6 separate regions of the Mus musculus genome follow, and all the other regions are linked to region 4. The links are chromatin contacts, called in public HiChIP or PLAC-seq and promoter capture Hi-C maps. All regions are on one chromosome and are shown on one strand. Each heading gives the region's core, a stretch centred on a gene start, on an enhancer-like site or on the middle of the called end of the contact. The rest is flanking DNA. Distances are from core to core; before and after follow the strand shown. Region 1 overlaps Spns2 (spinster homolog 2). Region 2 holds the start of Aipl1 (aryl hydrocarbon receptor-interacting protein-like 1). Region 3 holds the start of Smtnl2 (smoothelin-like 2). Region 4 holds the start of Camkk1 (calcium/calmodulin-dependent protein kinase kinase 1, alpha). Region 5 holds the start of Pitpnm3 (PITPNM family member 3). Region 6 holds the start of 4933427D14Rik (RIKEN cDNA 4933427D14 gene).

Region 1 (3,485 bases), core at 631-3,130, 550 kb after region 4:
TTGCTTGGATTGTTCCTCCTGTACCTATCCTAGCAGCGTACAGGGACTGCCATTGGCCAGTGATACCCCTGAGGGCTAGGAAGAGCTGGAGGCTCCTCATCAGGCTGCAAAGGTGACCTGGCACATTCCTGACCCTGAATTCCTTTGTTCTTAAAGGAAGTCATAAGACTGGCAAGCTGGCTAAGTCATCTAGGATGAGTCTCTCTACTCGCTGGGGCCTCAGTGGCTCCAGCTGTAATGTGGGTACAGAAAAGTAGGGCTCAAGTTTTCTGATGGAATGGAGGAGCTTGGGAGCACGGCAGGCCTGACTGGCAGGTGGAAACACGTGCACTGCTGTTCTGGGAGCCTACCTAGCTGCAGTGATCCTACCCACTGCAGGAGCAAAAAGCCAGAGTGGGAGAGCCAGACGGCCCTGCTGAAAATGGTGCCATGTGGCCAAGGTCCAGGTGCCTGCCTCAGGTTCCTTCAGTCACTCAGTGAGGGCTTTTGAAAGCACTCCCTTCACAGGGGTGGGATGGGACATGCTAGGCCTCAGAATGTAAGCCCAGTCCTGGTCTCTAGGGACGTGTGTCCCCCTGTGGCCTTCTCACGCTGCAGCCTGACCCATCTCCTGCTGTTCCCAGTATAGCATGAATATTCTCTGACGTCAGGGGCGTCTGTGGGGACCATCCTCTTCCCAGTCTAGCATCAAGTGATATGATTTAAAGCGAGGGCTTCAGAGTCAGCTAAACTACAGTTTAATTTTGACTCAGACATACAGTTGCCCTGTGACATCACTTCTTTCAGCTGGGTCATCTTCTCTGTAAGATGAAGTTAGAGAGAGAATCGACAGAAATGATGAATGCATGTGCCAAGTGTGTGTCCAGGGCCTGGTCTGTCATAACTGATCCATCAGTGACAACTGCAGGCGTTATTAACAATAAGCATCGTGCTTCATTAACCATCGTACAATATGATTAGAAGACTTGAAATTTATATAATGTGTGTGTGAATGTGACAGTGTGCGCGTGCCTGTGACAGTGTGTGCGTGCCTCTGTGTGTGTGTGTGTGTGTGTGTCAGTGTGTGTGAGAGTATGTGTGTGTGCTTGTGTGTGTGTGTGTGAGAGAGAGAGTGTGTGTGCGTGTGTGTGTGAGAGTATGTGTGACTGTGTGTAAGAGATAGTGTGTGTGTGTGAGAGAATGTGTGTGAGAGAGTATGTGTGTGTGTGAGAGTATGTGTGTGTGAGTGTGTGAGAGAGTATGTGTGTGTGCATGTGTGTGTGAGTATGTATGTGAGAGAGTATGTGTGTGTGAGAGAGTATGTGTGTGTTCGTGTGTTGTGTGAGAGAGTATGTGTGCATGTGTGCATGTGTGTGACTGTGTATGAGAGATAATGTGTGTGTGTGAGAGTGTGTGTGCGTGTGTGTGAGAGTATGTGTGCATGTGTGCGTGTGTGTGACTGTGTGTGAGAGATAGTGTGAGGGGGAGCGAGAGAGTGGTGTGTGTGTGTGTGTGTGTGTGTGTGTGTGTGTGCATGTGTTGTCATCATGGTGAACTCCTAGGCACGTTTCATTACCCACTTTGACATTAGCAGGATTTGGTGACCCTTACTGATTCACAGGCTTTAAGTACATCAAGCTGTGCAATTCATGGTAGGACCTGCACTTTGGCTAGACAAGAGGCACTGCCTACTCAGATTGTCTCTGCCCACTCCCCACCCAGTTCAGACTGGCATACAGAAGGCAGTTGTTCCTCTTCCCCTCTAAACATGTGTAAGCCCTTTGAGACTAAGCTTTTCCTCGTCCACATCCTGATCTGATCTTGGGCAGGTCTTAGGAGGCAGAGCTGACAAGAAAGCATTCTTTCTGTAGATGTAAGGAAATAATACTGGCCCTGGCTAATGTAAACACGAGCCTTGTTGACCCAGCCTGCGCCTCGGAGGGCAGGGCATGAAGCACCTTCCCCCACACTGTCTCATCCAATACTCAAGCCACCAGAGCAGCAGCTATTTTTATCTTCATTTTACAGATGAGGAAGTTGGCGTGGGGAGCTGGCTTAGAGTGGCTCATGAGAGTCGATTGTTAAATTTTTAGGAATTGTGTGAGCCGATTGTTAGACACAGCCATTGTTAGAACTAAATCATAATAAACTTACAACTGAGTGATCTGTACTGAAAGAAGCTGATAAATTCTCAGAAGTCATCGCTTCCTAATTACTTTCTTACATCAAGACATTATCAGTGTGCTTAAGGTAAACTCCTTTTATCTGAATGGTGGAAACGCCTATGACTGAACAAGGTACTAAGCTCTGAGCTTCACATCTCTTAGGTGACTTGGCCTCAGCCGGGTAGAGTGTTTATACTGTGGAGATGCACAACCCCCAGGCATCGTGGGGCCCCTCCTCTGTCCCTTTTTAGAGAACCTGTTTCTACACATTTACCAGCACATCAATGAGGCTGACAATGACAGAGATGTGACCTGGCAAAGGAGCCTACCTAAGAAGGTGCAGAGCTGGGGTTGAACCCTATGGCGCAAGGACTGATTCTGCCCAAAGCTTAAGTCACAGACCTGAATTACCAGGTCCCCTCTCCTGTGTTTTCAAGTCTAGCGGAGAAAAGAACCCTTCATGCTACTCTGAGCAACCCACTTTGCCCTGCTCACGCCCTTCCTCTCGTCATTGCTCCTCCCCCTAAATACTGTCTCCCCAGAGGCTGCTAAACCACATACACATGAACCTAGCGTACAGAGGTCAGTGTTGTCTGGCCATCTGCCTACTGGCAGTGGGACTGCCTTCCATGAGACAGAGGGGACTCCCTGTCTGTGTAGTTGGCCTCTATTCTACCTGGATCTCTGTATCTCACCTAGAACACCAACCCCTCCCATCATCAACAGTGGCATTCTCTCCCAAGTCCCTGAACATTACTGTGCTCTTGTCCCAGCAGAGCCAAACCAGGTCATTAGTTCTTTGTTCAGCATCTCCTGCCTTCCCCGTGAGGATCCCACTCCATCTGGCCTCTTAGCCTTGTCTTCCACCCTTCCCCCTCCGTCACTTTGCTTCAGACACTCTGGCCTCTTTCACGCCCCGCAAACACACCAAGTGCACTCTAGCTCTCCTTTCCCCGGTACTTCTATGACTGTTTCCTTGTCTCCTGCAGGTCTTTGCTGAGTTGAAATGTCACCGTCTCTTCTATTTAATACTGTATGATCTGTCTTCTCTCTCATACATGTATTCTCAATAAAATTTTATGATAATGTCTATCATACTCTAAGGCAACACTGGACTCTGGCTGTACAGAGCAGCAGAGATGTTTGGCAGAGATGTTCGAACAGGAATGGCCAATGCATCAACCTCACCTCGGTCACAGAAATGGCTTGGTTTTTGCCAGATTCCACCCGAGGCTGCAGGATCGTCCCTGTGCGCTCAGCTCCTGAGCTTCAGTTTCTCCTGGCTTTCTGTTTCTGCGGAAAGCCTCATCTTCCTCATGCATCTATCAGCAGCTGCTTCTT
Region 2 (3,895 bases), core at 846-3,345, 980 kb after region 4:
ATGCATAGAGAGTGGCTGGAGGGGGGCTCCACGCAGGTGTAGCTCTTTGATGGGGGCCAGGTGCAGGGTCTCCTCAGATGGAGGACAATAAAGCAAGAAACCCAAGTGAGGCTCAGCTCTGCCTTTTCCTCTGCGGAGGAGGAAGGGATAGAAGAGGGGTGTCCCAGCAGCCCCCTCTCCCCTGGCTTCTGCTTCTGCCTCAAAGCTTTCACTAGTTCCCCTCATCCACACCCAGCAGTTACTATGTGCAGAGTGCCATGGGTTCGAAGAGCCAGGGACTATGGGAAGTACACGGGGCACTGGGACTTTAGCTGGGTTGGAGGTTGGTTTTCCCAAATATGTGGCATTCTACCTGAGGCACTGGGTGCGGGGTGATGTCAGGAACATTGCCACATTCCAGGACTGACTAGAGTAAGGCTAAGAGAAACAGCATACGTAGGGTGGAGACCAGGACCAGAGACTTGAAGGTTAGGACAGGAGCTTAGAACAGATCTGAAGAGAGTGGGAAGTCATCTGGATTTGAAGAGAGGAACAGGTGACTGGAAATGTTTTCCAATGAGGCCTTGGAAACCTTTGAAGCTATGGTCTAAATAGACAGTGGACCAGTGTCCCCCACCCCCACCCCACCCCCCTTAGCAGTGAAGCCTGACCTCTGGAATCCCTTTGCTGTGTGCTATGACTCCCTGCAAAGTAAGATATGGAAACAGTAACCAAGGGTGAAGCATCCAGATGGGGCATGAAAGTCCTTTTCTGCCATTGTGCATCTAATCAGGAGAGAGAAATGTTCCAAAGAGAAACTGCATTATAAGGAGTCATTATACAGCAACTCACAGAGCACGCATCAGGTCGGGAGAATACAGCAGGGATCTCAGAGTCAGTACCTGACCCTGGTGTATGTGGCATGGCAGGCACTGTTTTCCCTGATGGTCCATTCTTCCTCAGTAACATGCTCCTTTAAGCTACTGTGTGGCTGGGGAGAGATGGAAGAGGAAAAAAGTGTCTACACCTCTCTAAGGCTGGGATGGAAACAGACCCGAGTGGGGCTGCTGGCACTCAGGGAGAGCTTTCTACAAAGCCAGGTTGCATCCTGTTTCTGACTGGTTAGCCTAGGTTTGTGGCCCTTTAAGGCAAGGACTTCTCATGGAAATCAAGACTTTTGAGGGTGCTGGATATCCCCAGGATTCTGGCCTTCCTGGAGAAGGGAAACGCCCAAGGCCATGAAGCCATTAATGTAGGAAGCTCTGGTTGGCTATTAGCCAGCTATAATGTCCCCTCATGGCAAGGTCTGTTACCTCTCTGTCAATGCCCAAAAGGGACTGTGGTGGTGGTGGTGTGATCAGAATCCTTCATTTATCTTAAGGCTCTGGGAAAGAAGCATGAAAATTTAAGCTGGCCACAAGGTGGCGCCAAACACCAAGCCGACACATTACGTTTTCTCCTCTAGTTCCCCAAGGGGGTTCAGTGGGCTCCACATAAGCTCTGCTTGTTTCTCTGAACCCAGGACAAAGGCCTTCTAAAGGACTGGGGAGAGCCCGACTCCTCAGCCAGATCTTAGAGTGGAGACAGAAGCTTGACACTAGGAATTTATCAATTTCCCCCAGAACTGGGGTAACTCTCTTAGTCACCCCAAAGTTAGAAACCTTCTCCCAGACCCCAGGAGGAGAGGAGCAGGGGAAAGTGGAGATGTTAAGGGTCAGAGACTGGGACAATGTCCGCACTACAGGTACAGGAAGGCAATGGTGGCTTTGGGCCTCCCTCCTTTTCCCCTCGGATGGCCCCAGCTGTCTACTGCTGCCTGCTTTCTTCTCTCCTTCCCCACAGAAACATCTGTGGACCTTTTTTTTTGAGGTGGCACAAAGGAAAACCTTGATGTAGTCACTATGGGTGTCAGACCGGGGATCTGCATCTGCTGAGAGATCCTGAGGAATGTGGACGGTGGGGTCTGTAGTGCCTAGACTACCTTCCTTCTGCCTTTCTTCCTTCTTCCCTCCCTGTCGGGGAATCCCCTGGGTGATGTCAGCTGCTGTCCTCCCCTCTGGTGGGATTATCTAGGCTTGCACAGGCCTCTTCCCAGGTATCAGCCAGATTGTTCCCTGCTTTGGTAGGATTATCTAGGCCTGAACAAACCTCTCCCCTACCTGCAGCATGGACGTCTCTCTACTCCTCAATGTGGAGGGTGTCAAGAAGACCATTCTGCATGGGGGGACGGGAGAGCTCCCCAGCTTCATCACTGGCTCTCGAGTGAGTATCTACGCCCAGATAGGACCCCGTGGTTCTTTTCTCTGTTTCAGTTGGGCCCAGGGCATTGCAGGTATCCCTTCCTACTGCAGCCAGGCAGGACCTTGCTGGACTTGCCTTTCCATTACCCAGGCTCCCTTGCTTTGGAGTTTATAGACAGGTCTTTTTGGTAGTTTTCAGGGTAGCTTTAGCTAAGAGGAGAGGTTAAGGAAAATTTCCAGAGCTCCAAATGTCAAGTTAGTAGGAAGGAACCTCAGGAGATATGGCGTTTGTCCTCTTGTGTTTGATGGGTCTCTCAGGGGTGGAGGAACACACTCCTGGACATTGGAGCTTATTGGAGAAGGAATTCCTGGCGCTTGGCTGTGAGAGATAGGCATAGGGTTTGCTGGAAAGGAATGGGTTTCTTGTAGGGACTTGTAGGTATTTCTTGAGGGGAGCTGAGGCATCTTATCTTGTGAGATGTGGGTGAACTGACCCCCAAGAACAGCCTCAGTAGCCTGCAGTGGTTGGGTGACACGGCTGCTGGAACTGGGGGAGATATGTCTACACCAAAGCCCTCTGTTCTGGGGACCAGGTGACCTTTCATTTCCGCACAATGAAGTGTGATGACGAGCGCACGGTGATCGATGACAGCAAGCAGGTGGGCCAGCCCATGAGCATCATCATCGGCAACATGTTCAAGCTGGAGGTGTGGGAGACGCTGCTGACCTCCATGCGGCTGGGCGAGGTGGCTGAGTTCTGGTGCGACACCATTGTAAGTAGTCTCGTGGCTCCCTCTGCACTCTGTTCCCTCACGCGCTTCCCAGAGCTGTCAGGGTTCAGGAAAGTTAGGGTAAAACAAGACACTGCAGGTGAAGACACCTCCATCCCTATTCTCTGCCATTACAAACATGGCACCCAGCCCTTCAGATAAAGCAGGCCTTAAAGTGACGTGGAGTATGTGGTTGGCGCAGGGGCTGTGGGAACATGTGGCCTCACATGGTAGGAGAGGGCCCCCCTTTCCTTTTTGCTCAGCATCGTAGATCCTGGAGACTCAAGCCACCGAGCACATCCTTCCCCTCCCCCATTCCTCCCAACTCTATGACTCAATTCATATTTATATCACATATGAAACATCTTTACAACTTCTTGTTTTGTGCTTGGGAGGGATAGGTATTTCTTAGAGAAACTGTCAAATATGCAAAAGTCAAGGAAAAAAACAAGTTGTGAGTTCCTGCCACCTATCAATGCATAATCCCCCCCCCTTGTATCCACCTCTGTCCAGGGAACTTTCTTCAGTATCCCACGTGGTATGGGCACATTTCAGACATCGTGCCAGCTCATGTAGACACACTAGAATTTGAAACTCTAAAAATACAAGACATACACACACACACACACACACACACACACACACACACACCACAGCATCATTGTTACATCTTCAGAAGACCCAAACAATCCCTTCATGTTCTCTAATTGCCTGTCACAGTTAGGATTCTCTGACCATATAATTTATTCCATTTTAAAAGTTTTTATTTTTAAGTACGGGTATACATGTGTGTATCTATGAGCATCCGTTTACAGGAGTGCAGGTACCCAAAGAGTGCGGTAAGAGGGGGTTGGGTCCACTGGAGCTGGAGTTGCAGGCGGCCGTGAGCAGCGTGGCATAGGTTCC
Region 3 (3,614 bases), core at 53-2,552, 610 kb after region 4:
GCCTGCTCCTATGGATCATCTCACTAGGCCTCTCCAGGCTTTGAGCCACCTCCCATAGCCCAGGCCCAGAGAAATCGAGTTAGGAAAGCCTTTTAGCACAATGAATGAGATGGTTTTTTCTTTATTTTAAATGTTTACAACATCTATCATATTGTTATCCTGAGCAACAATTGCCTCCATCCCTCCTTCTTTGGTGATGTTTGGGGTTTCTAGGCTGGGAAAGGGGACTTTCTGGAATAAGAGGAGTGCTGGAGAAAAAAAGAGGTTTGAAGGTTGTCAGGTGGATCGAGGTTCTTGACTGAGCTTGGGGAAGAGGGGGGCAGCAGTGCACATCCTAGTTTTTGATCCCAAAGTTGCTCATAGCAAGATTTTGGGATTTGGGTCCCAACCTTCCTGTTCATCTTTAACACACACACACACACACACACACACACACACACACACACACACACACAGAGAGCAGGCCTAGGAGGATAGGAGGGGCATTTTACCATCTACATAACTCTTCCTGATCTCAGAACTGGTGCAAGAAATCCCAGGCAAAAGTGTCACAGGTGGGGGGCTGAAGTGTGGGCTTAGCAGTTTAGGGCACTTTTTGCTCTTTCAGAGAAACCCCAGAACTCGGCTCCCAGCACACACATGATGGCTCACAACTATTGGAAACTCCAGTTCTAGAGGATCCTGACACCACTTTGTGATTTATGTGGGCACCACACATGCTGTGTAGATACAGACAAGCAGGCTCACACACATAAAGTCAAATAAATATTTTTTTAAAAAGTCTCACAAGTGAGTATTTGCGAACTGGATGGTACCGGTGGTGACCGGAGATGCATACAAAGGTGAGTCAGAGCGGTTATGGTGTGTGTGTGTGTGTGTGTGTACAGTTGCTGCGGTTCCCTGAACAGGGGGGAGAGTCCAACCAAAGTGGACCTACAGGGAAATGTATAACTCTTTTAGTTGTTGTTCCTAGAGTAATGTCCTTTCGAGTGTCTTCTTCCCAGATCTTTCACCGGGTCGCACACCACTCCCTGGGGTCAAGCGTGTATGGGACTCCTTACTCCCCCAGGGATCCACATCCCTGCAAAGCAGAGAAGGAGAACTTTTCACTAAGTGCCTCCGGGGCCAGGCATCCCGCACCGACCCGGCCAGTCCCCAGGGGCGGGGTGTCCTGGAATGGGCTGTCCCGCCCCCTCGGCCCCGCCTCCTCACTCAGCGCCCAGTCCTGGGGCTCTAGGGGTCTGCCCCGCCCTGCTCCCGCCCCCTCCGGCCGCCCCTCGGGCTCAGCCAGCCGCGGCCCGCCAGTCGTCCCAAGGAGCTGCGGATCTCTCAACGTCTCCCGCGTTCTGCCCGCTGTCCGATCGGTGTGCCCCACTCGGCCATGGAGCCGTCCCCCGACGCCGAGGAGGCGCACACAGTGCGCGAGGCGCTGGGCCGCTACGAGGCGGCGCTGGAGGGTGCGGTGCGTGCGCTGCACGAGGACATGCAGGGGCTGCAGCGCGGCGTGGAGCGGCGCGTGGCAGAGGCGCTGCGCCTGGCCGGCCCCTTGGCTCGTACTGTGGCCGAGCTGCAGCGGGACAACCAGCGGCTGCAGGCACAGCTCGAACGCTTGACGCGCCAGGTGGAGGCGCTGGGCTTGGCGACTGGAGTGTCCCCTGCACCCGGCACGCCCAGTCCCCCTCCGGCGGCCACAGTTACCGACCGCGCCCCCCGCTTGGGCACTGCACGCTTCTCCAGTCATGCCACCTTTTCGCTGTCCGGTCGAAGCCCGGTGAGCCCCGGGGGTGCGGCGCGAGGGATGTGAGCGACTAGGAGCGTGCCTGGGGTGTAGGGTTGGGAAATTGGTGCCGCCCATCAGCTCTGAGTGCGTGCGCTGGCGAGCGTCCTCTAGTAAGAGAGCTATACCTCCACCTGCCGCTGGGACTTGGTAGCCGGGATTACATTTAAGCTCTCCAGAGCTGGAAAGGACAGGAGAAACATTGTTTTAGTAGGCCTGCTGCACCTGCTTTGCACTTCTTTCTTGGATCCGGGTGGTGTTTTTGCCTTGAGATCTGCCCTCTCCCATCTGACCCATGAATTTTAAGAGTTTGGACGCCAAGGTTCAGTCTTTGATAGTTCACTGTCGTCTGGGTCCTCACCTGCAAGTTGGAATGGTCAGCGTCCTCTACCTGCCCCCTACAACGTTTTTGTTCACGCGCACTGTGTTGCTGCTTCACTGAGGCCTGACCGTTCCGGTTGTAGATTAACCCCGACTGAGTTGCCTCTGTGTGTGTGTGTGTGTGTGTGTGCGCGCGCGCGCGCGCGCGCGCATGTGAGCGCACTCTGGTCTGGACTGATCAGTAACTGTTTGGGAACTCATGTTGCAGAGGGCAGACCCTTTACTGGAAACGGAGAGGGGGAACGGGCCTTTAGCTGTGTCTAGATTTCTGGGCAGAAGCTGGTGTGGACCAGTTTTACCACTTGGTCACGACCTCCTGGAGTGACAGAGCCTGGTTAGACTGTTTCTATGGTGTGTGCAGTGGCCCTTAGGTGGGATTTTCCATCCTGACCCGGAATTTGCTGGCGGGGTGGGGGGGTGGTGGGGGGGGAGGGAAGTGGGGGATGGGGGAGAGGAGTGGGAGGGGTTGGAGGAGTGGGAGGGGTGGGAGGTGCTTTTCAAGGGCCAGGGTCTTAGTACACTGCCTCTGCCCCCTGCCTTGGTGTATTCCCAAGGCCCTTAGCTCTACTGTGGGCCTCAGCAGGAGGACATCAGATAAGTCCTTGCCCCTGGAGGTCTCAGCCTGGGTGGAGGTGACCCCAGACTTGAACAGTGGCAACAGGTGAGCAGAGACGCCTTGCTCCAGACTCTGCTCCTTTTGCATTGGGGATTTGAGGAGGGTGTGCTGTGCTTGTTGCAAATGGCAGCACGATGCATGCTGCCTGGAGTGGCCAAAAGTGCTCACCAGCCAGGGTGCAGCCTTCAGGTGGACAAGGGAGGCTTGAGTTGTGAAGGCCCTCCAAGTTAGGCAGAGGAACTGGGCTTTGGGGATGGGGGTAGAACTCCGGGTGTTCCAGGCGAAGTGTCTAGAAATATGGAAACACTTGACTCTGTCCTATGAGTCTGCATGTCCGTAGTCTAAAACTGTTCCTGGGAGTGTCACATGTGCCTAAGAGACTGGGCCTTCATTTGCTGCTGAAGTTTTAATGTCTATTTGTAACTTGTGGAGGCAGCTGTTCAAGTTTTAAGAAAAACAATCTGAGTCCCGTGGGGATTCGAGCATGTGCAAATGTGGGTGTGTGTACACAGGCGTATGTGTGTGTGCTGTGCGTATGCATGTACATGCACGAGTGTGTGTAATGTGAGTGCGTGTGTATGTGTGGGTGCGTGCTTCTCCAGCTGTGACTTTTTAAGCGGGAATTTGACCAGGTAGAGGAGTTGGGGAACTTGGTGGGGAGGAGCAGTGTCCTCCTTGGTCCTAGTATCTACCCGTCCTCAGGGATGGATGGTGGGTTAGAGGGTGACTGGAGATGCGTTTGTGACTCTTTCCTGGGAGATGTGAAATAAACATCTCTTAACTCGAAAGAAAAGAGGGTACCCAAGACTGGCTCGGTGAGCCAATTAGTTTATTGGGGTT
Region 4 (3,430 bases), core at 312-2,811:
AGCTTTGGAAGGAGAAAGGCGGTACACAGTGTAGACACTTGGAGAACAGCAACTGGAGCCAGAGGGACTGGCCCATAGGTGCAAGTGCCATGAGGTGGGACAGTGCTTGCTCTGTATGAAGACCAGCACAGCAGATGTGGCTGCAGTGGAAAGTTCCTTAGTGGAGGTGTGCATCAGGAGAGAAGCTAAGGTCCACTTACACTGGCCTCGGGGGTGTTTTCCTGGCGGAGGCGACATTGTGACCACTAAGCAGGATTCCCAAGGGAGAAATGGGAGTTCACCCTGTGTCTAAAAGAGATCCCTTCCCAACGTGATAGCAATAGAGTGCTTCCCAACAGGCTTGGTTTAGGGTTTGTGAACAGAAACCAGAGGCCTCTAACACCAAAGGAGTCTTTAAGCAGGGAAGCAATTCACTTGGATAAGGTTTAAAATAAGCCCCAGTCCTGGTCTGAGGACTGGGCGTGGGGGACCAAGGAGCAGGTAGTAGGGTCTAGAACAGTCTGACCCACAGCGTATGTTGGATGGAAGAGGTAGAGATGCGCAGAAGACCCAGCCTCTTCCTTTTCCCTGGGATTTTCAAGGACACAGCTGTGCGCTTCTCTCACACCCTGAACCTGGCCAAGACAAAGAGAGGAGCTCACTGGGACACAGTCCTGGGACCCAAGGCATGTGACAGCTAGCTCTGCTCACTCTGTAACACCCTCAAGACAGACACACACCCCTTCCCTGACAGATGTAATCCTTGTCCTCGTGACCGGTGCTCACACACCACTCCATCCTGAAACGCACCCCTCAGGTACACAGGCACACTCTTGTGTCCACGTGACGCACGCACACCCGCCTCCAAACACCACACACAGCTCCCCGCGCACGTGTGCACCCTCGGAGCACCAATCCTGTACCCACCAGACCCAGAAACCACAGCGCCGCCTCCGCCACCCTCACTCAGTCAGGGGACGACTGCGCAGCAGCTGAAGTCGCTCGCTGCATCCGTCCCATTCATCACCCCGCCCCCAGCTCTCCACGGAAGACTCACGGGAGGGCTGTGGGAGAAGCGCTCTGCTGAGATCCACACGTGGGTGCACCCGTCCAGGCCCACTCCGAATAGACACGGCCTCCACCCAGAGCCGGGCCCAAGGCACCGCGCGCGCGGGGCTTCTATGCAGTCCCACAGACAGCAGCTGCGGAAGAAACGCAGGTGGTCGGGCACCCGCATAGCTGGCTTAGACAGATGCGGGCTCAGGGAACCATCCCGAGGACCTGGCCCTGCAGACACAGCGGGAATCTCTGCACACCAGATTCCGGCTGCCCACGTAGACCCGGCCTTGTAGACCACCCTTCTACAGCCCGTTGGCTGCACAGGGCGGCTCAGCCGTCCGCACCCCAGTTTCCAACTCCAAGTCCCGGCTGCTGACCCCTACCTAGGCACCTGGCGACAGTCTCTGCGGTGGGCACCAGGCTCGCTCCCGCTGTGCGCGCCCCGCCCTGCCCGCCTTGCCGGGCTAGGATCGCCCGGCTCAACCCGCTGGCGCCGCAGCTCCAGGCTGCGCTCGCTCCCCCCGCCCGCCGCCGCGCCGGCCCACGATCATTGGCTGTGCCGCGCAGCGCCCCGCAGAGATGTCCAATCAGAGTCCGGTCCTCCCGCCCAGGGGTAGAGGGGGCGGGTCTCGACGGGATCGGGAGGAGGTGGCTCGGGAGGGGCCCTGCGGATGGGCCCCGACGCGTCACGCCCCCGGCGCCCGCAGACAAGCAGGCTCGGGGAACCCGATGTCCCTCAGGCCACGTCGTGGGCCCCTCAGCCTGGCCTGAAGCGTACGATGCTTTTTTCGAGTCCTCAATCCGGTGTCCTAGTCTCTAGAGGCAAGAGCATCCCTCCTTCGGGATGAGGCCCGGTGCGTACCAAGGAGAGGCTAGGTAGAGGCCCTGGGAGAAGGGCCTGGAGTTGAGTGTTCTCCGGGGGGGTTGGGGGAGGGAAGGAGGAGGGAGATTCGTCAGAGTGCTGGGGTGGGGCGGCACTCAGGTTTGGAGAGGAGCAGGAGGTGACTGGCTGGGCTGAGGGAATGAAAAAGAGCCCTCCAGGACCAAGTGGCCTTGACTGTGGTTATGCCTGGGGACTGCCCTCACAGACTCCTGGTTCAATCCTGCTATTATTAGTCTATTGGAGATGCCCCACATCACTGCTTGCCTCAAACTCAGACCCATGTTGCTATCTCCAACCTGGTCTCACCTGTGTCTCTGTCTTAAACAGGAGTTAGAAACCAGGAGTTAGAAACCAGGAGTTACCTGTGTAGCAGGTTTTCTGACCCAACCGGGTGTAGCACAAGGATCTGCCATGTTGCCTCTTAAGATCCCTAAAGTCTCTCTCTCTCTCTCTCTCTCTCTCTCTCTCTCTCTCTCTCTCTCTCTCTCTCCCCACCATCTGCCCCTCCCTGAACTCGACCACCACGGTCATGCAGTATACCTCCACTTGATTAGTGCAGCAGCCCCACCCCTCACCCCAATCCAGTATCACTTCCCATTAACCTTTCTGGGACAACCAGAACAGGCACTAGGAACACCAGAGAGCTGCCTCTTAGGATCTTCCACTGCTTGCCACTAAGTCCCCTCAAGCCCTCCATAGCTCACCCCTCACCACTTGCCTGCCTAAACCCCACTTGTCTTTTGGCACTTAGTTCAATGCCTCTGCTGCTAGGAAGCCTTCCCCATGACCTTCTGGATACCTGGAATGCCCAGCAGCCCTTTCTCAGTGCTTTCCAGATCTCAGCACCTCTTCACCTGAGTCCTGTCTGGACTAAGAACTCTTGAGAGCAAGGGTCGAGATGAATTCGCCCAGCACAGCCTGACCTCCTGATGCATGCCCAGCATGTATTTGTTGAAATGAATAATTGGGTCCAGTAACTGGAGGATTGGATCTATAGGGCTGGAGTTCAGGAAAGAGCTGGGCTACAGAGACTCCTCCCCCCACCCCCAGTTTTGAAGATTGAATCCAGGGCTTCTTGCATTCTAAGCAAGGATGCTACTACTGAGCTATACCCCAATATTGAAGAGATGGTTTTGAGAGTCCTTGAGGATCCAGTCATAATTCTAATGGAAAGGCTCAAACAGATCAACTGAAGCAAGGCTGAGAGGATCAGATTAAGATCTAGGCAACAACAACAACAAATCTTACATATATATAAATCTTGAAAAACAGTTCTGGGCTGGTATGATGGCTCTGCTCCACAAAAGCCTTTGAGATGTGGCTCTCTCCACTCCCTGCACCAGGAAGCCCTGGAGATGGCCTTTGACCTCGTGATTCTGAATAGGGGCTGGAACTCCAGTTATCACGTATGCATTCCAGGTTTTGGAATGGAGAAAAATAATGAAGGGTCGATGCTAACTCTTTATTTTATGTGGGTGACTGTTTTGCCTACATGTATGCCTATATGTG
Region 5 (3,767 bases), core at 33-2,532, 880 kb after region 4:
CATAGCTAAAACTAAGATGGAGAATCTTTGTCAAAGCATGCTAGCTAGCTGTCGTGAGTGAAGGCACGTTGTTCGGTCTGCACAGAGGACCCTAGGAAAGCCTGGTTTGGTAGATGAGGCATCAGAAAGCAGGGAGAGGTCCATGAGTAGGCGATACAGACTTCCTTTCGCTGAGGTGAAGAACTTTGTTGCTGCTAGCTCTGTGCAAAAGTTTCGGGAAGACTCTTGCCTGAGGCTGAGCCTTTGATAGACTAAAGAGGGAGTGTAAGGCTGATTAACCTGGATAGGCTGAAGGAGTCAAAGCCCAGAAATGGGTGTGTCCCGTAGAGGCCCCTTGTGTGCTTTGTTTCTATGGGGCAGTGGATGGGGCACTTAAGTCCTGGCTGGCCTAGGGGTGGAACTGTCTAGTGCCCAGTGTGGGTGCTTGGCTGCAGACTGTGGGAGAAAAACAGGCTTCAGGGAAGGCCCAACAGTCCTCTAAGGAGCCTAGCCCTCACCCTAACCGTCAGCAGGGAGGAAGTGGCCTCGCCTGGAACTGAGCTAGGGAGCCGACTGCTCTCTCCAGGACCCTACCTTCTAGGCCCCATCTAAAACGACTGACCATCTCCTGTGGATCCCCTGACTGCAGTGGGCAGAAACCACAATTTAAATGTCTCAGGAGGCCCGCTAATTAGAATGTCAGCACTTCTGTGAGAAAGTGTTAGGGGGACACACTGCTTTCTGCCAGGCTCCCCACAAACTCTGCTTAGCGTTTACTGGCAGGTGGGGTTTGCAGGTTTAACGGATCCTTTAGTGCTAAAGGACAAAAGCTTTCCTCTCTTGAGACTAGAGCAGATGCAGGCATCCAGCATCCCTGGAGTTGGGAGCTGATGGAGAAGTCCCCTCTCATCTCTGCGAGACTTCGTTCTAGGTTTCTCAGTCTCCTGGGTCCTGGTCTTCCTTGCTCTCCCTGTCCTCACAGACTCTAGCCAGCTCCGATTTCCTTGAATTTCTCTCTCTCCCAAGGGTGTTTCTGCCCTAGGAGCGCCTCTTTCTGGTGCCTTGTCTCAGGGTCACTGCGCCCCAGGCTCGCAGTCCATGTCTTCATCCCTGCCTGGCCCGCAGCGTCTCCGAGCTGTAATCCGGAGTCTGTCTACGTCTGTCTTTCAGCGAGGGTCGGGGTCTCAGTGGCCGCAATCAGTGGGCTGCGCCTCCCGCGCGCTGCGGTGGCCGCGCGGCTCCGGGCGGGGGTGCGGGCCCGCGGGGGCGGTGTCGGGCGCCTTCCGTCGTCAGTCCCTCCCCGGCGGCGCGGAGGGGGGGCGGCGCGGTCGCCGCTCGGCTCCTTTAAGGGAGCGGGAGGGAGCGGCGAGGCGGCGGCGGTTGCGGTGGAGGCGGCCGAGCGAGCGGGGCGGGGGCGCGGGGCGCGGCGCCCGGAGAGTCCGCTCCGGCCGAAGGCGCCGGGGCCCGGCCGGGAGCGAGCAGCGCCGGCAGCACAGCGGAGCCCGCCGCCCGGGACATGGCCAAGGCGGGCAGCGCAGGTGAGCGCGGCGCGGGGCGCTCGGCGGGTGGCGGGAGGGATCGCTCGGCCCAGGTGAGCCCCCCAACCAGGTGGGCGGAGGCACAGTGACCGCGGCGACCCGCCCGGACCCCGGGGCGTGCATAAGGGGCTCCGCGCGCCCTGCGTCCTTCCCGCGCCCCCAGTCACCTCGTGGGACACCGCATCCCGCTTGCCCCGCTGCACTGGGTCAGGTCCACGGCTCCTCAGTCCAGTCGGCAGTTCGGAGCTGTCGCTGCCCTCCGGGAGACCGGGGGAGTAGACCCCGGCACCGGAACCCAAAGGGGATGTCCCGCGGTCGCTGATCCATCCCACGCCCCAACAAACCAGGACGCGCCCCCTTGTCCTGTCACTCTCTATCTTGGATGCGACAGTCCCCCGCCCCTGCCACCAGCTGGGTTAAGAGACCCAGATTACTGGTCCCGTCGCTGGAGGGGTACACTATGGCTGGGGAGCCTCCCCGCCTCCCACCTGACCCAGAGGCAGAGCCTCAGGTGCCGGGCTAGGCAGGCGGGGCCTCTGTTGGGGTCCCATGGGCTCGGCTCTCCTGCAAGCTCAGAGCTGTAGCCCAAGGATCCCAGGGAGTAGGTGTTAGTCGTCCCTTCATTCATCCAGTCAGGCGTTCATTCACCAGCATCTGCTCTGATGTCAGGCCCTGTGAGTTGGTTAGGACCTGGAGGGGACCAGGTTTAGCCCCGGACTCCCCACTCTGTGCCCTGGACCCCTACAGTGCCCTAAAAGGCCAAGTTGAGGAAAGCCAGTGTTCATAGGGCTGGCCACAAATGGATGAGGCTGGTCTCAACAGTCCTGAGCTTGGGAGCTCTGGCGTGTGAGAATCTGCCATGAACTCACTCCCAGCCTGTGACGTTGGCAGGTGCCATGCCATCCCCGTGGGGCCTGGTGTGAACCCCACTTCTCCACCCATAGGCATGGCAAAGATGGAATGAACATGACCACCTGCCCGCACTCTAGATGTGAGTGCCATTGAACTGCCTGCGACCCTGGGACAGGTCCCAATCCTTGGCATGGACTGGCCTTGTGACTCAGGTGTGGCAGAGGAATCCTGTGAGGGAGAGGCTGTTTGTGTGAGACAGCATAAGCAAATGCATCTAAACACCCCCTTTCCCACTTCCCTCCCCTCCCCTCCCGAGGGAGGCACAGTGAGATGACACCAGGAGGCTGGAAAAGGCTCTCTGCTCCCTTCTTTCTCCTGCCTTGGTCCCTCCCCACCCCTGCTCTTCATAAAGGAAGAGCATGCGTCTCTGCTACCCATTCTACATGTGCTCATGTGTGAGCACAGGTCTGGACGTCCGGATCCAGGTCTCTTGCCAGGGCACCACAGTAGCAAGAGTAGTTAGAGAAATCTCTTCTTGACCTGTGTACCAGGTAACATACTTAAGCCCTTTACTGCCCCATGATTCTGAGAAGTAGGAAGGTACTCCCCTTTTAAAGCCCTTGGAAGCAAATAGCTCCCTGAAGATGGCTGGGAGGGTCTAGGTGAGCCTGGATGCAAGACCAAGGTTTTTTTTGGTTTTGTTTTGTTTTGCTTTTGTTTTTTTGGATGCTAAGGAATCTTTCTACTCCCCTCCTCATTCTGGGAGAAGGGCAGCCCCAGGTCCTATGAATTGGATTGTGGGTCTTTTGGTCCCTAGCTGAGATCCATGGGGAGAGTGCCCTGCAGAAGGTGAAGAAATGGCCAGGCCTCCCAAGACTGCTGCCTGGGGCTGCTCTACAACTTTTCCATTTCACAGTCTCAGTCCTTTCCCTCAGAGCAAGCCAGACTTCCCTCCTCTGTGACCACCTGCCTGGTGCCTCTCTGTCTCTTACTCAGCTGCCACCCCAAGGAGCTCTGCAGATGACCTCTGGCAAGATCTGACCACGCTTCTCAACTCTCCTGGGCAACGTGGCAGCCTGCAAATATCCCTTCTTTTCTTTAGCTACCTTAAACCCAGTGACTTAAGGATGCAGAGTATGGAGGAATGCCTGGCCTCTCTCATCAAGCACATTTACCTTGAATTATATAGCTTATATATAATTCAAGGCCAAGTTCTTCTATTCATAGCTGAGGAAACTGAGGCCCAAGAGAGAAAGATGGCAATTCAGTACCATACACAGACTAAAAGGCAGAAGGATCAGCCCTCCACCCTGAGAGGTGAGAGGAGACTAAAGGGAGGTTGTAGGAAATCTTGCCTGCGAGTGAGGGGGTCTGCTTCCTGATTTGTGTGGGATTTCC
Region 6 (3,383 bases), core at 580-3,079, 810 kb after region 4:
GCTAGTTATAACAAGCTTTATTAAATAGTTAGGATGCTTGTGTCAAGATGAATCATTAAAACACTTGGCCTGAGAGGCCTTGTATTTCCACACTAGGAAGCCCCATAGGCTGAAAACAAGAGACAGCATGCCTGGTGCCATCTCTTTCCCTCAACTCTTTAATTTAGGATTCTAGGGGCAGGGCTGAAATAGAGGGAGAGCCCTTTTAAGCCTGAAAAGTGGGTTTAGAAAACATTGACAAAGGTGCTTTCAGAAATGAGTCAACTTTCTTCTGAAGACAGAATCTTAAAAGTGGCTTAAAAATACACCCCAGACACTAATATCTGCATTATTAATAGTTTGTCAGGATTGGCAGAGGAATGGACACCAACTTGTGTGTTTCTGATGCACTCTGAACAACAATGTGATGTTGGAAATCAAAGGTCAAGATCTTTTCAAACTTGACTCAAAAAACAACTTGAGTTTTAACTACATTATAGCTACAAACATAAAGGTAGACACTTACTGTTCCATATTTAAGTAGTGTAGGCACTGCGGTTATTTTCAGTTTTTGTCTGAAGTCATTATTTGGGTCTTTCCAGCTGTTCCAAAATGAAACAGATAATGAAAAATACTACTTGGTTCATTACAGTTTACTCAACAGTTGACTTATATATAATATACTTGTAACCACTGCTTTTGTTAACCTTTAAACATTTTGAGAACTGTAACTTATGTGTCACTTTCTGCAAAGTTTAAAGTGTGGCTAAGATAAAACAAATGTAAAGTCAATAGAGTTCTGAACTTATTCCAGACCCAATTCATTAATGATGATATGTGGTTGAACATAAACTGTAAATATGAATTCAGTAATTCTAATTGTTTAGCTTATCAGACAATACCTAAAACACAGAGCCTGACCAATTATCTGAGGTCCTTTTTACCCAGCTTTTTAATAATATAGTCCATGTCTGGAGATACGGTATACATGACTTACTAAGGTTTGTCTCCTACTTGGCAGTAGATGAACACACAGTCTTCGGTAACATGCTTCAGCCCCTCTCGAATGACTGGCTCAGCTTTTTAAAAGAGTTAAAAAGTAATTACACATCAACTGCGATAGCCCACGCCCTCCCGTCCCCAGTCTTAGACTTTAACCGGTTGTAAGATAGGATGTTAAAGTCGCGTGTCCTCTGGACTCGTGAATCACTTAAGTCCTAGTCCTGATTGTCTTTAAGACACAATCAGAAAACTCAGCATACATATATGATGACGGAAAGATCAACTCCTGAGTCTGGTCTTTTTTTTTTTTATGAGACACTAATCGTTTGGGGAACTGAGAATTTTAAAGAACCTGGTTCCAAGATCCGAATCCATGATAAAAATGAGGGTCATCCTTGGGTGGGGCAGTAAGGGCCTAACGAGAGACGGGGTACAGCTCAGGCGCTTCTGCGGGTCTGCAGGACCAAGATCCTCATCTCATCCCACTTTCTGACTTCAGCAGGGGCCTTCTTCCTAGCACTGCTGTGGCGCAGCAACCCCCAGTCCTGGTCCCAGCCTCACCTTCCACGCAGTCCGGACACCAGCTCTTCCCTTCGGTATCCTTAGAACCGCTGAAGTAGGCGAAAATGGTCTTGCCCTCATGCTCCTTCACTGCCTTGTCGAACTCCTCGAAGCCCAGCACGCTCACCTCCTCGAAGGTGGCCATGGGTACAACAGTGCGGAGAGGAGCACGGGAGGAGCCCTAGGGTCCTGCGCCCCCAAGGCGGGGCCCAAGTAAGGCGTGGACAAGGTTCCGGGTGGGCGGGGCCGCCGCAGCAGAGTGGTGCTACGGGAGCCTTGAATAGCCATAACTCCTTAGGGCCGTCCTTTTGGTCTGCTGGAGTTTCTTTTTGGCGCCAGTTTCCCTCAGACAACTAGACGCCTGACCTGGTCTGGTCCCCACCCTGGCTTCATGGACAGTGACGGCAAAGCCCGTCGCGGTACAACACCTTGATCCTCAAATGGCTCAGGAAGATCAACGGCTCCCAAACAGCCGCGCGCCTGTTGCCATGACGACTGGGCGAGAGGCCGGAAGCGAGGCCTAGCGTGGGGTCGCCTTACGATCTCTTGGTGGCCGCGCCGCGCCCAAACCAGGTGGGCTTGGGCCGGAGCTGGGGGAATTCTGGGAAACTGCATTAGACAGAGAGACAGTGAGAGACCTCGCCCCAGGCTTGCCTTGCAGCTCCGCCCCTCCTATTACCTTTCTATTTGTCAGACTTTAGGGGGGCCGGGGCCGGGGGCGGCGTCCGGGATCGGGCGGGGGTTTGGAGAGAGCTGGGAGGCAGAAAGGCAGCGAGGACTGGATCCGAGTGTTGTGAGTGCGTGTGCGGGGGAACAGATGCAAAGAGAGCGTGTCTGAGGTTGCATTGGGGAAAGGAATTGTCCAGGAGCTGCGACGCCGGCACGGGGGCCCTTGCCCGGGCTACGCAGGTGTACACTGGCAGCGAAGATGCCGGCTCATTGCATGAGGGCCCGCAGGTTGCGTCGGGGTGTTCGGCCTCTGTGGGCGAGGAGGTGGGGTGCAGGGTTATCCCGAGGCTATGGAGTAAGGCGCCGGGTGAGATCTTCAGTGCGGCGGATGCTCTGTGCAAACATAGGGTGGCTACAGAATGGTCAGCAGCCTTTAGAGAAGAGGACTGCGGAGCCCGCAGTCCCCGCTAGGGTGAACAGGGCCTTTGGGATACCTGGGACTGCAGGCTCGGTTGAGGCAGCAATGGACCCCAGGACAGTGTGGGTGAACGGGACTGTGGGCGAGCCCGAGGTGGTTGGGCCTGCTGGGTCTGTGTGGGTGACTGTATCTGGGGAGGAGGAGCTAGACAATAGGAGCTCTCCAAGCTGTGAGAGAAAAGGTCGTCCAGGAACACTTGGCCATGAGAGCATCCTGGAACTGTGGTTGAAGGTGCAGGCTATGAGGGTAGCGTCGGGATGCTGGGAAGGAAGCAGAGTGGAGCTCCATCCCGTTCCCGTGGGAGAGGGGCCGATCGAGAAGGGTATTCCTGGGCGAGCTTCCTGGGTAGAGACCAGCCGAGGTGGTGTCACCGGACCCTGGGTGAGAGGCAATACTAGGACATTCCCCCAGGCCTCAGGACTGCCCACAGCTAGGGGAATAGGGGCCGGTTGTGAGAGAGTCTCTATCCTTTGTAGGCAGGGACAAGCTGGGAAGACACCACCTCCTGTGGGTGGACCTGAGGTAGTAGAGAAGATAGACTGTGTTTCCTCTGGACCTTGGGAAAAAAGACAAACTGTGGTGGTGCCTGAGGCCATAGGATGGTCTCAGGTCTTGAAAAGGCCCAGAGCTGGAGAAGTGAGGGAATGTGAGGGTACCTCATGTCTCTGTGGGGGAGGGCAGTCAGGGCAGTTTT

What was found. Promoter capture Hi-C pulls out the DNA fragments that hold promoters and counts their contacts. HiChIP or PLAC-seq counts read pairs in DNA pulled down with a chosen protein or histone mark.
Region 1: a contact with region 4 is called in an HNF4G HiChIP or PLAC-seq map of pancreatic cancer cells. The contact joins the enhancer-like site here to the promoter of Camkk1 in region 4. A contact is called at or near these places in 1 of 484 Hi-C or Micro-C datasets (the HPC-7 cell line), 2 of 115 datasets of contacts at active chromatin or transcription factors (fetal liver and pancreatic cancer cells) and 1 of 9 other capture datasets (embryonic stem cells).
Region 2: a promoter capture Hi-C map of pre-B cells shows a contact between it and region 4, with 2.6 times the contacts expected there. The contact joins the promoter of Aipl1 here to the promoter of Camkk1 in region 4. A contact is called at or near these places in 2 of 39 promoter capture datasets (the 3T3-L1 cell line and pre-B cells) and 1 of 115 datasets of contacts at active chromatin or transcription factors (pancreatic cancer cells).
Region 3: a contact with region 4 is called in an HNF4G HiChIP or PLAC-seq map of pancreatic cancer cells. The contact joins the promoter of Smtnl2 here to the promoter of Camkk1 in region 4. A contact is called at or near these places in 1 of 39 promoter capture datasets (liver) and 1 of 115 datasets of contacts at active chromatin or transcription factors (pancreatic cancer cells).
Region 5: a contact with region 4 is called in a FOXA1 HiChIP or PLAC-seq map of pancreatic cancer cells. The contact joins the promoter of Pitpnm3 here to the promoter of Camkk1 in region 4. A contact is called at or near these places in 1 of 39 promoter capture datasets (liver) and 1 of 115 datasets of contacts at active chromatin or transcription factors (pancreatic cancer cells).
Region 6: an H3K27ac HiChIP or PLAC-seq map of microglia shows a contact between it and region 4, with 5 times the contacts expected there. The contact joins the promoter of 4933427D14Rik here to the promoter of Camkk1 in region 4. A contact is called at or near these places in 4 of 39 promoter capture datasets (the 3T3-L1 cell line, the C10 cell line, embryonic stem cells and 1 more), 2 of 484 Hi-C or Micro-C datasets (CD4 T cells and embryonic stem cells), 6 of 115 datasets of contacts at active chromatin or transcription factors (bone marrow-derived macrophages, large pre-B cells, microglia and 3 more) and 1 of 9 other capture datasets (macrophages).

What each region holds. Positions count from the first base shown.
Region 1 is chr11:72,465,681-72,469,165 of GRCm38.p6, reverse strand. All of the region lies in intron 2 of Spns2 (spinster homolog 2), which reads left to right. Among named protein-coding and RNA genes, the nearest start is that of Gm40194, 10 kb to the right of the region's middle. Within about 2 kb of position 1,880, at least 162 of the 459 cell types and tissues checked have an H3K27ac peak or open chromatin away from gene starts, as enhancers often do. A contact at or near this core is called in the HPC-7 cell line and pancreatic cancer cells, where this site is marked.
Region 2 is chr11:72,035,709-72,039,603 of GRCm38.p6, reverse strand. It overlaps Aipl1 (aryl hydrocarbon receptor-interacting protein-like 1), which reads left to right and starts at 2,095. Exons shown (of 6, transcript NM_053245.2): 1 at 2,095-2,241; 2 at 2,813-2,992. The coding sequence starts at 2,146.
Region 3 is chr11:72,409,401-72,413,014 of GRCm38.p6, reverse strand. It overlaps Smtnl2 (smoothelin-like 2), which reads left to right and starts at 1,302. Exons shown (of 8, transcript NM_177776.3): 1 at 1,302-1,771. The coding sequence starts at 1,382.
Region 4 is chr11:73,017,119-73,020,548 of GRCm38.p6, reverse strand. Camkk1 (calcium/calmodulin-dependent protein kinase kinase 1, alpha) reads right to left here and starts at 1,561. Exons shown (of 16, transcript NM_018883.3): 1 at 1,422-1,561. 4732414G09Rik (RIKEN cDNA 4732414G09 gene) reads left to right here and starts at 1,708. Exons shown (of 3, transcript NR_152202.1): 1 at 1,708-1,892.
Region 5 is chr11:72,133,404-72,137,170 of GRCm38.p6, reverse strand. It overlaps Pitpnm3 (PITPNM family member 3), which reads left to right and starts at 1,282. Exons shown (of 20, transcript NM_001024927.2): 1 at 1,282-1,517. The coding sequence starts at 1,496.
Region 6 is chr11:72,205,928-72,209,310 of GRCm38.p6, reverse strand. 4933427D14Rik (RIKEN cDNA 4933427D14 gene) reads left to right here and starts at 1,829. Exons shown (of 19, transcript NM_001361564.1): 1 at 1,829-2,115. Txndc17 (thioredoxin domain containing 17) reads right to left here and starts at 1,757. Exons shown (of 4, transcript NM_026559.3): 1 at 1,543-1,757; 2 at 977-1,058; 3 at 506-581. The coding sequence starts at 1,687.